Regions from separate parts of the Mus musculus genome. Here all the other regions are linked to region 2. Evidence: chromatin contacts called from public promoter capture Hi-C data. All regions are on one chromosome and are shown on one strand. Each heading gives the region's core, a stretch centred on a gene start, on an enhancer-like site or on the middle of the called end of the contact. The rest is flanking DNA. Distances are from core to core; before and after follow the strand shown.

Region 1 (2,700 bases), core at 106-2,605, 1.7 Mb before region 2:
AAAAAACATAGTCTTTGTTTATGACTCAAACAGGTTAGAAGGTGACTCTGGTTCAGGGAGCTTGCAGCCAAGCTTGAAAATAGTTCAATCCCTTGAACCCACATGGTAGGAAAGCATTGATCCTGATGATGCTGTGCATGTAGACATACAGTCTAAGTGACAAATAAGGGAATGAAAAAGGCTAGATAAAAATAGGAAGGCTTTTATAATGTCTTTTCCTTCAGGCTTCTTGACTTTTCCCTCCCTTTTTGGTGCTGGTGGTTGAATGTGGGACTGTAGCCATGCTCCAGTAGTCTTCTTAGTGCTCTAGTTAAGATCATCAATATCACTCCTTTGACAAATAAAAAGCAAAAGCATAAAATAGATGTTTAAAAGGCCATTTAAAACCATTAAACAAGAAAACCATTACAAGACCATTAAAACAATTAAAATGCCTTCAAAATCAACAAGAAATTCTTGCTGTGAAACTTAGACTGTATAATCTGTTTTGGCTTTTCAGATGAAACCAAATAAGTTTATCTTCACATCTCACAGCCCGTTTTAAAAACAAAACAAAAAACTGAGGATATACTGGTTAAGTAGAGCTGGGTCAGCTTTTTGAATTCGTTTTGTTGAGTACAGAATTAAAGCTTTAAGACAAGACTTCGTATTTAGATAGAGCATATGACATACCACTCATAAGTACTTAATACACGTGCATGAATGAATTGAGACAAGTGAGTACTGTCAGGTTTTAGTTTTGTAGTTGGCCTGTGAACGTAAAGATTAGCACTGGTGAAGACCACTGGGGGACTTGTGTCAGTCATGTGATGTGTTATGAACATGCTATATGAGTACAGTTTGGCTGACAAGATGGCTCATTGGATGGAGATCCTTGTTGCTAAGCCTGAGGACTGGAGTTGGATTTTTGGACCCCACATAACGAAAGGAGGGCACCAGTTGTAAAAAGTTGTCTTCTGATCTCCACATACGTACTGTGACATGTACATGTTCATATGTGCAACACAAACATGATAAATGTAACCAAAATTAAAGAACAAAAATCATAGTTATTTTATGGATGAAATCATCAAAAGTTGAAAAAAAAGAGAGACAATTTTTGTTTTCTTTAGAAAAGTGGGATTGAGATTATATTAACTTAATCTTGAATTATGCTTTTGTTGTGACTCCAGTTAATCTTTTCTCTGTCTGCCCCTTACCTTTCAGGCCCCTTCACAGATGTAGTCACTACAAATCTTAAATTGCAAAATCCATCGGATAGAAAAGTGTGTTTCAAAGTGAAGACTACAGCACCTCGCCGGTACTGTGTGCGGCCCAACAGTGGGATTATTGACCCGGGGTCAATTGTGACTGTTTCAGGTAGTACTCCATGTCCTAGACCTTTGTAGGTTTGAATATTGACATTTCATGACTGTTGCATTTGATGTTTAGTGTTTTTATCTGTTTATTATTTGGCTTCAGTGTTTGTGTAAAGATGTTCCTTGGGTATCTTACCGTACAGACATTTTATTGAACCTTTCCTCCTCGAGACTTACGTGGGAGTGTATGATTGCCTAGGGTCAATTTGAAATGTTATCTATTCTGTATTTCCACAGCTTTCCACTGTAGCTTGTGTTCTTATTTATCTTTGAAATGGCACTGTTTTGTGATTAAATCATGTTCTGTGCATCTACAGAAGCGTTTGAGTCTTAAAAAAAAAATGCCTGTTTTGGGCCTACTTTTAAAATCAGATGAGTTTTTATTCCTTTCAGTGTAAATGACAACAGTGTCTTGTTCCTTGTTTATTGCTTACAGTAGTTCCTTCCATACACATCACGTATTCCTGCTGTGAGATCTACTGTGCTATCCAAATGTTCCTTTCTTAGACAGCCTTTCCAAGGAGACAGTACTTTGTAACACGTGCCATAGGTGGCAGGTCTGACAGCATGTGTGGCTCCATGAGACTTTAACTTGTGGGAAAACCTCTCTGTGCTCACACAGACTTACTCCTTTTTTTTTTTTTTTAAAAAAAAACAAAACAAAAAAAACAATAGCTTTCAACTCCTGCATTTGTTAATTACAAAAGGCTCAGGAAAAATGGATTATGTCATTACAGATCATGGAGTTAGAAATGTGTGTATTAAAATTCTTGGTGACCTGATAACTTAGGTGATCCCTAAATTTTAAGATAACTACAGCTTTTATTTTCAAGTTTATAGAATATTAAAATAGTAAGTTATTTAAGGCTCAGTGAGACTGTTTAGAAGTAGAACCTGACTGTAAATGTATCCAATATACATTAGTAATTACTGATTTGTTTATCACCTCATCTTGGATTTACGTAACATAAATTGAACTGGAGCCTTAAAACTTGGTACAGGCAACTCAGGTCTGGAGACGTAAAAGTGAATGCTATTGGGATCTGGGAATAAAGTCTAAAGACCAATCAGTTATCCTTTGTTTTCTTAAAATTAGATTTAAACAAATGAACACATTCTGAGTAATTGTTTAAAATCCAGTTTAAAAATAAGTTATATTAAAAGTGTCTAAGTTATCTAAATTAAAATCAACACAAAATGAATTTAATAATAATTGAAAGTTAAAAGGCTGCTTGTGCCTCTTGAGGATAATTTAAGTTTTTGAACCCATCTTGGTATGCATTAAGTTTGTGTGTTAGTGTGGTGGTATTAAATAGGACGTAAACTGTAGATGACAGTGTGC
Region 2 (2,700 bases), core at 189-2,688:
AGGACCTTTGAAAGCCCTCAACTCTAGGGCTATCAGAAAATCTTTTCTTGGCTGTAAAAGGGACACTCAACCTTTTTACATCCTTTGGCTCTTCCACACACCATTATAAAGCCTACACAGGTGTGTATATAAATAGTCCCTAAACCACACCATGTATTTTGCAATACTTTTCCTTTAAACCTGTTCTTATTTCACAGATGGACTGCAAAGTATTTTTTAGATGTTAACCACTAAAATACTGTGGGCCTTATCTTTAGATTCTCTGACATCAGACGTTTATATACGGTGACTTCAGGTTGAGAAGGTTCTTTCTGAAAAATGCCTGAAAACTCCTGTACATGTTGGAGTAGCATATGTTAGGGTGACCGTGAGACCATTGTGAATATATACAGCTTCTTCCGAAGTAAAAGTATCAAAAGCCTCATTGCTCTTACGTCATAAGATATTGAAAATGAAAGGCTGCCCGAACAAACTGAAATTGCAATGGCATGCCCAACAAAAATCACAAATGCACAGAGTTCCAAGCGACCACCTCATGGAAACTTAATTGTTCAAAGGAGCCCTAGCTCTTACCAAAACTAATCTCATGAACTCCTTTCGGAGGGCTGATCTTAAGAGGAGTCCAAGGAAGACACAAAGGTGCCTCCAAATACCTCAGACCCCTAAAAAGCCCTTAGGGAAAAAATCACCCCTGACAAGTCCAGATGCCTCCAGAAGTCTCCCTGGGCCGGACTTCTGAAAGGCTGCCCTGAACCAAAGGGGCAGTGGGACGTGAAGCTGAAGCGAGGCGACACAGGGTCAGAGGGTCCTGATGAAAGGGGCTGCGGGAACTCTCGGGGCTGGGTGCCACAGGAGAGGGCGGCGACGGGTGAGGAGACCAGAAGGGGTGTGGGCACCGTGGGCGAGCGTCGGAGGAGCGCAAGAAGGGAAAGGGTGCGGGCTCCCCACCGCAGCAGCTCCCAACCCCGCCCCACGCCCCGCACACCCGCGACCCGCGACGGGGCGGGGCCAAGCGCCCGCCACGGCCGGCACCGCCCCCTCAGCCTCCGGGTCCCGGGCGGGTAGGAGGGGCGGGCCTGGCGGGCCGGGTGAGCAGCCCGGACCCAAGCCCAACCCGGAACGTTCCGTCGCGCGGGTAGGATGAGGCGAGTGTGACCCCGCAGCCCCGGCAGGGGACCGAGCTGGCTGAGGGCAGAGGAAGCGCCTCCGCACAGCCCGCGTCCGCTGGGCCAAAAGCCCGGCGCCCCCCTGCAGGCGGGAACGGTTACCCCCGCGCTGCGCTCGCCTTCCGGCCTCCTTCCCACCTCCCGGGGCGTTGCCCCGGGCAACGGTGCCTACGGACGGCGGCGTGAAACGCACCTACCTAGAACCTGACAAGCAGAAGCCCCTCAGACCCGGGAGCCAGTCGCCACCCGGCGTCACGGGGACTGCTCCAGCCAATAGGCGCCACCGTTGCGAGGCTCGACAGCCAATCCCGCTACACTCCGGTCTCCGGGCACCCCGAGAGTTTAGCCAATGAGAAGGAGCAAGGGGCGGGCGCTGCCACCGGCCCCAACCCCCTCTTCTACAACCTCCCAGGAGGCGGGCGCGGCCCATTGGCTCGGACCCGCGAGGGGCGGAGCTCAGCGAGTGGGCGGAGGCTGGAGTTGCGGGCGTGAGGAGGCGTGGGCCGTGGCCACCGCCCTGCGTGCTGTTTCCCGTCGAAGCTTGTTCTTGCGGTCTCTCGCGTAGAAGATCCCGCTTCTCCGAGCCCAGCCGTCGGCCTGAGCGGTGGGATGGGCGCGGAGACCGAGGGAGCCTGACAGGAAACTCCGGAGACTCGCGGGGCCAAAGCCGGGAAGTAGCCTGTCCGGGTGATAAGCTGAGGCCGCCCGGAAGGGTCAGCCCCGCGGCCCTGCCGGAAAGGAGGTGTGACGAAACGTGGAGCGCCCGCGGGGGACCGGCGAGGGCCGGCTCTCCTTCCCACCCCGAGCTGGCTGTGCAGCGAACTCTACCTTCCCGCGCTCTGCTTGCGTGTGCTGTAACGTGGATTCCTTTAAATCGGCTTTGCGTTTCTGCGGTGTGCTCAGAACTGCCTTTCCCGCTCCTGTGCCTGCAGTGTCAGACGCTAACGAGCTGACATTCTCTGGAAACATGAGGATGCTCTGCAAAGAGAGCCGCGAGTCCTGGGAGCGGTCCCCTCGAAAGTACTTACCTCTAGGAAAGTCTAGAAAGCGAGGGCCTAAACTGATGTGTTCTTCCAGTGAGGGCTGTTTTCCGAAGCGCTCCTTTGCCAATTTGGTACAAAACAGGAGTAAGGTGGACCTGAACAGATCTTAGTAGGTGATCTGGAGCTCTGTGATAGGTGTTCATGGAGCGTCACTCTCGGGATTGCTGTAGCACGCTTTTTAAGGCAGTGTCCTCTTGTACGTGAGCTCAGCCACATTCACATTCGTCGCCTGCAACAAGTCTGACAGCTCCATTTCCCCTCCCACCCTTAAACCTTTGAGTTAGATTAGAGCCAAAGAAGAATTAATACTTTTTAAAATTCTAAATGGTTATTCACTTAAGTCAGTTTCAAAGACCAAGAAACCAAAACATACTTTAAGGACACAGATATCTTACAGTTGAAAATGGATGAGAGTCTCTCCCCCTTTTTCTCAGAAAACAATTATAAAGTTCTCTTGTCAGATTTATGGTCCAGGAATATCTTTTTCAAGA
Region 3 (2,700 bases), core at 49-2,548, 1.9 Mb before region 2:
TGAAATCACACTCCCCAGTCCAGGCAGGCTCTCTCCCCTCACCAGACAGCTCTTGTATCACAGCAACCAGCTCAACTCTGCATATTTCTTGGTTTCAGATCTCCCATGAACTACACTTAATAACATTTTGTGCACACTTTATTCCTAAAATGCATTTTCCACCAGTCACTCTATCTGCAAACATTAACACGAGTAGAAAGCATTTCTACTTAAGTGTAATTCACAACTTCTTCCCATATAAAGTTAGCTAAGTCATAGTCTTTTCTGTCTCCAACCACCATTATTTTCTGAAGCTTAGAAAAACACAAAACACACTCAAAATGAAAGATATCTTTCTAAATAACTCATTTCCTTCACCACATGGAAACAATGTCCACAAGCTGACTGGGTTTTGTTTTTTGTTTTTTAATGTACAAAAAGAGTCAACTCTTTAAAAACTTTAATATCTCAACGGAAACCTGCAATTTTAGCATTTAAGTACCAGAATGAGCTTTGAACACTCCCAATTTTAAAAAGCTGCTCTCTGAACCTAGTCACTGCATCCTGCCAAGGTCACACCTACTAACCTCCCCGAAAATCGGAAATCAAATGTGTGAGTGAGTGGTGGTGGTGGGGACCCGAAACGGCTCAGAGGTCAAGTACAACACAGGTATGTAACCAGCACACACTAGGGCGAGGGAACCCCCGAGGGCGGGCCGAGCACCGCACGCCGCACAGCCCCCCGAGCCTTGCGGAAACACCTCCCGGCACCCGCCGCCTCCTTCATCGGGGCGAGGGTGCGGAAGACACTCAGGAAAAACACACCCATGTCCCCTCTCCGGCCTCCGCCCCACGGGCTTCTGCTTCCCCAACAGCCGCCCCGCGGCCCGAGCCTGCGGGCGGCGGCCGAGGTCCGACCACGCGGGTGCTCCCCAGCGCGGCGGGGTCCCGAGTCCGCCCGCTCGCCCGCCGCCCTCCGGGGCTGCCAGGCCACCCGCCACTCACGTCCGTCCGCGTCCTCCGGCAGGTCCTCCTGGAGCAGGGAGAGGTCTGCGCCGGGGGAGAGAAGAAAGGCCGGGTCAGCGTCCCGGGCCGGCGCCGCGCCCCAGCCGCCCGCCGCCCGCCCGGCGGCGCCTCCCCGCGCCGGCCTCTCCCGGGCACTGCCGAGCGCGGGGAGCCGCCGCCGTCGCCGCCGCCGCCGCCCGGGGAACTGGGGCCACGTACCCGCCATCTTGTGCTCGCCCCCGCCTCCTCGTCTCCCGGGATCCCGCTCCGCGAGCCGCTCAAGTAGAGAGCCGGTGGGCGCGCGCGGGCCGGCGGGGGCGCGCGCGGGGCGGGCCGAGGCCCGGGCCTGCGGCGGCGGCTCCCGTACGCCCGCCCGCCCGCGCGCCGCCCGCCGCCCGCTGCCCGCCGCCCGCCTCCCGCGCCCGGCCGGCCCGGCCCCGAGGCGCGCTCCCACCCGTGGCTAGAGGCGCCCTGGCGCCGAGCGTGCGGAGCGCGGCACGAGCTGCCCGCCGGGGGACCTGCGGCGTGTGCCCGAGCCGGGCGGGCGGGGTCCCCGCGGCCCGCAGCTCTGTTGGGTCACCGGCCTCGCCCACCGCTGGCCGCCGCCCGCTCCGCCGCGCGCCGCTCGTCGCCCGCGCCCCTCCCAGACCTGCTCGTGCGTCGCCGGCGGTCCGCGGCCGAGCCTCCCGCCTCCGAGTGGAGGAAGCGCCGCCTCCGCCCGCGCGCCCAGGCCTCGCGAGTGACTGAACAAAGCCCAGGCCCCGGGCCGGACGACGGTTTGAATGACAAAAGTTCCGCCGGCCCAGCCGGCCTGCCTTCCCGTGCGGCGCGGCACGTTAAAGCCCCGGCACCGGCTTCCGAGCCCGCGCGCTCCCCTGGCGCCCGCCCGAGCTGACCCTGAGCGGCCCGGGCGCGCGGGCCAGGCCGAGTCCAGTCACTCCGCGGTTCTTAGCCTTGTGACCGCAGGGAGGATCGCCGAGGATACCTGCCCCCTCCGCCTCTCCGGGGAATGGCAGACTGTCAGGAATCCAGCACCGTGCTTGCTACCTCGGGAGTCCGGTCGCCGGGTGCCTGGGATTGGCAGCGCTTTTCTCGAGTGAACTATCACACATCTTACTGGTCCCTTTGTTTGAAGAGAGTTAAACGGTTCTTGTAGGTTCCCCAGGCAAAGTAGGGCAAAATCCAGATTTTTCTGACTCCAGTTCGCCGTCCCATTTCTGTGAGTCTTAGGTCTAAATCCAACATCAGTGAGGTCTCCAGAATGGTCGCCCGTAAAATGAGTCTCATACATGATGCCCGTTTTTGAGTCTGATATGAAAAAAGGAGGATTTTAAAGGTTCAGCTTGTTCCTTTCTGCACCATAGTCCTAATTCAAGGCAACATATTGGCATTTTAAAACACGGGGAATCAGAACAAGTTGTAGGTGGTCTTTGGCTACTTTGTGTGTTCTTTCTTCCACCCCTCTTCTTTCACCCTTTCAACTCCCTAATACTAAAAAAGGGTAGGGGTGGAAGGGGCCATCATTATATATTGGACTACTTCCTGCTGATGAGGGTTGATGAGCTTCTTGGAGCAAGCTTGATCTTCGTAGTCAGGTATATCTAATTTCTTCTTCCTGTTTCTTTACTCACAACTACTTAACAAACAGCAACCAATCTCTCCCGCCCTAGTATTTACATACCCTCTGGAAAGTCTCCGGAATCCCAAATGGCAGAA
Region 4 (2,700 bases), core at 112-2,611, 1.8 Mb before region 2:
AGAAAGTGCTTGAAGCCCACCTTGGTGGTGGTCGTGGCAGCCTCCTCCCCCAGTCTTCCTGGAGTCTTGGCGGCGGCAGCCCCATGGGTAGGTCTGTTCTGCCATACTGCACACTGTTTGGAGACCAAATAAGATCCTTTCAGGCTATTTCATAACTGCCTAAACCTTCTTGTGCTTAAAATAGCTGGTTATTTGCTTCCTAAGTAAGACACACCCTGACTCACAGAAGGGTTCCTGGGCGACTGGGAGACATGCCTGTGCAGAAGGCAAACACACCACGAGTGGAATGGAAATTCTTCAGCACCATTAGTGTTTCGAGTGTCTTGAAATCCATCAGCTGCGAGAGGAAAAGGAAAACACCAGCAGAGCTCTGCCAAGCTAACACATGACCAAGATCCAGGCAGCAGCCACAGCAGAGGCCGATTTCCTCGCTCTCGCTAAGACAGTTGGATTTAGTGCAGCTTCAAACGCTTTTTTTTTTTTTTTAATGAATCTAAATCTTCCCCTTGAGCCTTTCCTCAATGGGATTAAGAAGGAGCTCAGAGAAGCAGGCATGACAAATTAAACGAACCTGTTAGAATTTCAGCACCCAGGGCTCTCTTTGCTGTAGCGACAGCCTTGTGTTTCAGGTTCCTCCCTCTCCCACGCAGGTGGGTACACAGAGCTCTATGGATTCACTGTGCCAGGCTCTCTGACCTCTTGCTGGTTTCCCTTGTGAAGTGTGGCCTGGCTTTGTTTGGCCCTGGGCTGAGAAGCACAAGCAATCCCTTGATGTACCAGAAGACACTGTCCTCTTTCTAATACAGTGATTCTTGCCTCTGACCATATCCCCTTTCCCAGCAGACAGGCTGCTTTGCCATCTGTAGGCCTCCATGGTCCATTAGTCTAATTGTTCCCAGCCTCACTCGGGTATGCGTAGGACGGACAGATCCTTAGCATTTCCCCTGCAGGCTTGTGTCCCCTACCCCACTGTCTTGGGCCTGCACTCACTTCTCTGCTGGGACAAATCCTGAATAGGCTATGGCATCCATTGTGGATGTGGATCTTCCTGGAGACTCCTCAGTGAGAACATCAGAGCATGACTTTCAGCTTTCAGGTTTCCTGTGGGCACATGAAGCCAACATCTACACTGATGCTTCTAGCTTGAGACCGGATATGTGCCTACCCTCTGGCTTCCCCACTCACAGCGTGGAAGAGAAATTGTCCCTTCCTCTCATCTGGGAAGCCTCATTGACATCACAATGTCATCATCCTTTGCTGCCTTGTAAAGCCCACATCCAAGGAATGAAGCCCCGTGTAACAATATCCCTTCTATGACACCAACAATTGTGAAAGGGTTGAGAAGCACTCAGCCCTAAATGAAACGCCTATATCAACCCTCCTCTACAAGGCTCCTGGGACCATCCTAGAAGAGAGGAGAAGAAGGATGCACGTGATAGGGGAAGGAATGCTGTGAGATGCTGTCTCCTGGCTGTGGCACTCACGGACTCACAGCCGCCACACAAGATCAAACCAGCAAGACCAGCCAGCGTTCCAACCGACAGCGCTAATCGGACTCAGTGGGCTGCAGAAAAGAGACGGACATGGAGTGAGGAGGGAAATGTGTTGAGATTACATGAGGAGGAGGGAAAGGGGAAGTGGGTGGGTATGATCAAGACTGGGGAGGAAGGAACAGAGAATGTATATTCTATTAGGAAAGAAATGCATGGGCTGATACCAGCATCCCTTTTTCCCTTAGTAGAATATGTTTGCTATCCAAGCCCAGATGATTACGTCGCTTCTAGTCAATGTCTCAAAGCTTCTATAGACAACATGGACATGCCACTGTCTAGACAACCTCTTTCATTTTGACTGTTAGTATATAGTGTGGTAAAAGAAACATAGAAATACATCTCTGTTAAGAATGCAGACCTTGGGCTGGAGAGATGGCTCAATGGTTAAGAGCACCTGGCTGCTCTTCTGGAGAACCCAGGTTTGATTCCCAGCACCCACATGACAGCTCGCAACTGTCCGTAACTCCAGTTTTGGGGGATCTGATGCTCTTTTATGGCCTCTTTGGACACCGGGCATGTAAGTGGTGCCTACAGACAGACCTGTAAACAAAAACCCATAAACATAAAATAATTTAAAACTTTGCCTTAAATGCAAAACTTCAATTTTCACATATATTCTTGGGACTGGATGGCTAGGCAGAGTAAATTCGGAAAGCAAGCAAGCGACCTCGAAAAAGATAACAGAACTCTTTCTGAAAGGTGTGTGTGCGCACACATGCGTGCCCAGGAGCATATGTGTGTACCCACACATGAGCATGCTTACTTGCACATGAGTAGTCTGCACTTACAGGAGGAGTGTGTGTGTGTCCATGCGCATGTGCATATGTGTATGTGCGTGTGCATGCACATGTACAAGAGCAAGCATGCGCTTTGTGTTGCTAAAGATGGAACCTAGTGCTAGGCAAGTTATACGATTGAGCTTCACCCCAGCCTGTGGAAAGGTAATTCGGTTGTAGTTATGCCTAGTGAGGTACACATGGCTGATCCAACTGGGACTAGCCACAAGGCAGAAGGTAGGAGGATGGTGACACATGAGGAGGGCTTATGGAGGAGGGAAAAGACAGTCCAGCAGGAGATACATATTTGCTATCATGTGATACTTCTCAGAGGCAATGCTTAGGAGAAAGCTACAGTGAGTACTGTAGTT

What was found. Promoter capture Hi-C pulls out the DNA fragments that hold promoters and counts their contacts.
Region 1: a promoter capture Hi-C map of liver shows a contact between it and region 2, with 2.6 times the contacts expected there. The contact joins the enhancer-like site here to the promoter of Fer in region 2. A contact is called at or near these places in 6 of 39 promoter capture datasets (the 3T3-L1 cell line, cranial neural crest, hippocampal neurons and 3 more), 2 of 115 datasets of contacts at active chromatin or transcription factors (astrocytes and embryonic forebrain) and 2 of 9 other capture datasets (adipose tissue and liver).
Region 3: a promoter capture Hi-C map of pre-B cells shows a contact between it and region 2, with 3 times the contacts expected there. The contact joins the promoter of Ppp4r1 here to the promoter of Fer in region 2. A contact is called at or near these places in 7 of 39 promoter capture datasets (the 3T3-L1 cell line, 3T3-L1-derived adipocytes, cranial neural crest and 3 more) and 2 of 115 datasets of contacts at active chromatin or transcription factors (the NIH/3T3 cell line and astrocytes).
Region 4: a promoter capture Hi-C map of the SN4741 cell line shows a contact between it and region 2, with 5 times the contacts expected there. The contact joins the promoter of Txndc2 here to the promoter of Fer in region 2. A contact is called at or near these places in 2 of 39 promoter capture datasets (the 3T3-L1 cell line and the SN4741 cell line).

Annotation. Positions count from the first base shown.
Region 1 is chr17:65,593,561-65,596,260 of GRCm38.p6, reverse strand. It overlaps Vapa (vesicle-associated membrane protein, associated protein A), which reads left to right. Exons shown (of 6, transcript NM_013933.3): 2 at 1,207-1,359. Among named protein-coding and RNA genes, the nearest start is that of Vapa, 19 kb to the left of the region's middle. Within about 2 kb of position 1,355, at least 3 of the 459 cell types and tissues checked have an H3K27ac peak or open chromatin away from gene starts, as enhancers often do. A contact at or near this core is called in liver, where this site is marked.
Region 2 is chr17:63,862,719-63,865,418 of GRCm38.p6, reverse strand. Fer (fer (fms/fps related) protein kinase) reads right to left here and starts at 1,438. Exons shown (of 19, transcript NM_001037997.3): 1 at 1,364-1,438.
Region 3 is chr17:65,781,953-65,784,652 of GRCm38.p6, reverse strand. Ppp4r1 (protein phosphatase 4, regulatory subunit 1) reads right to left here and starts at 1,298. Exons shown (of 20, transcript NM_001114131.1): 1 at 1,204-1,298; 2 at 985-1,029. The coding sequence starts at 1,210.
Region 4 is chr17:65,640,865-65,643,564 of GRCm38.p6, reverse strand. It overlaps Txndc2 (thioredoxin domain containing 2 (spermatozoa)), which reads left to right and starts at 1,361. Exons shown (of 3, transcript NM_001146002.1): 1 at 1,361-1,588. The coding sequence starts at 1,584. It overlaps Gm35477 (a long non-coding RNA gene), which reads right to left and starts at 1,255. Exons shown (of 5, transcript XR_003952220.1): 1 at 1,186-1,255; 2 at 572-1,101; 3 at 225-337; 4 at 21-113.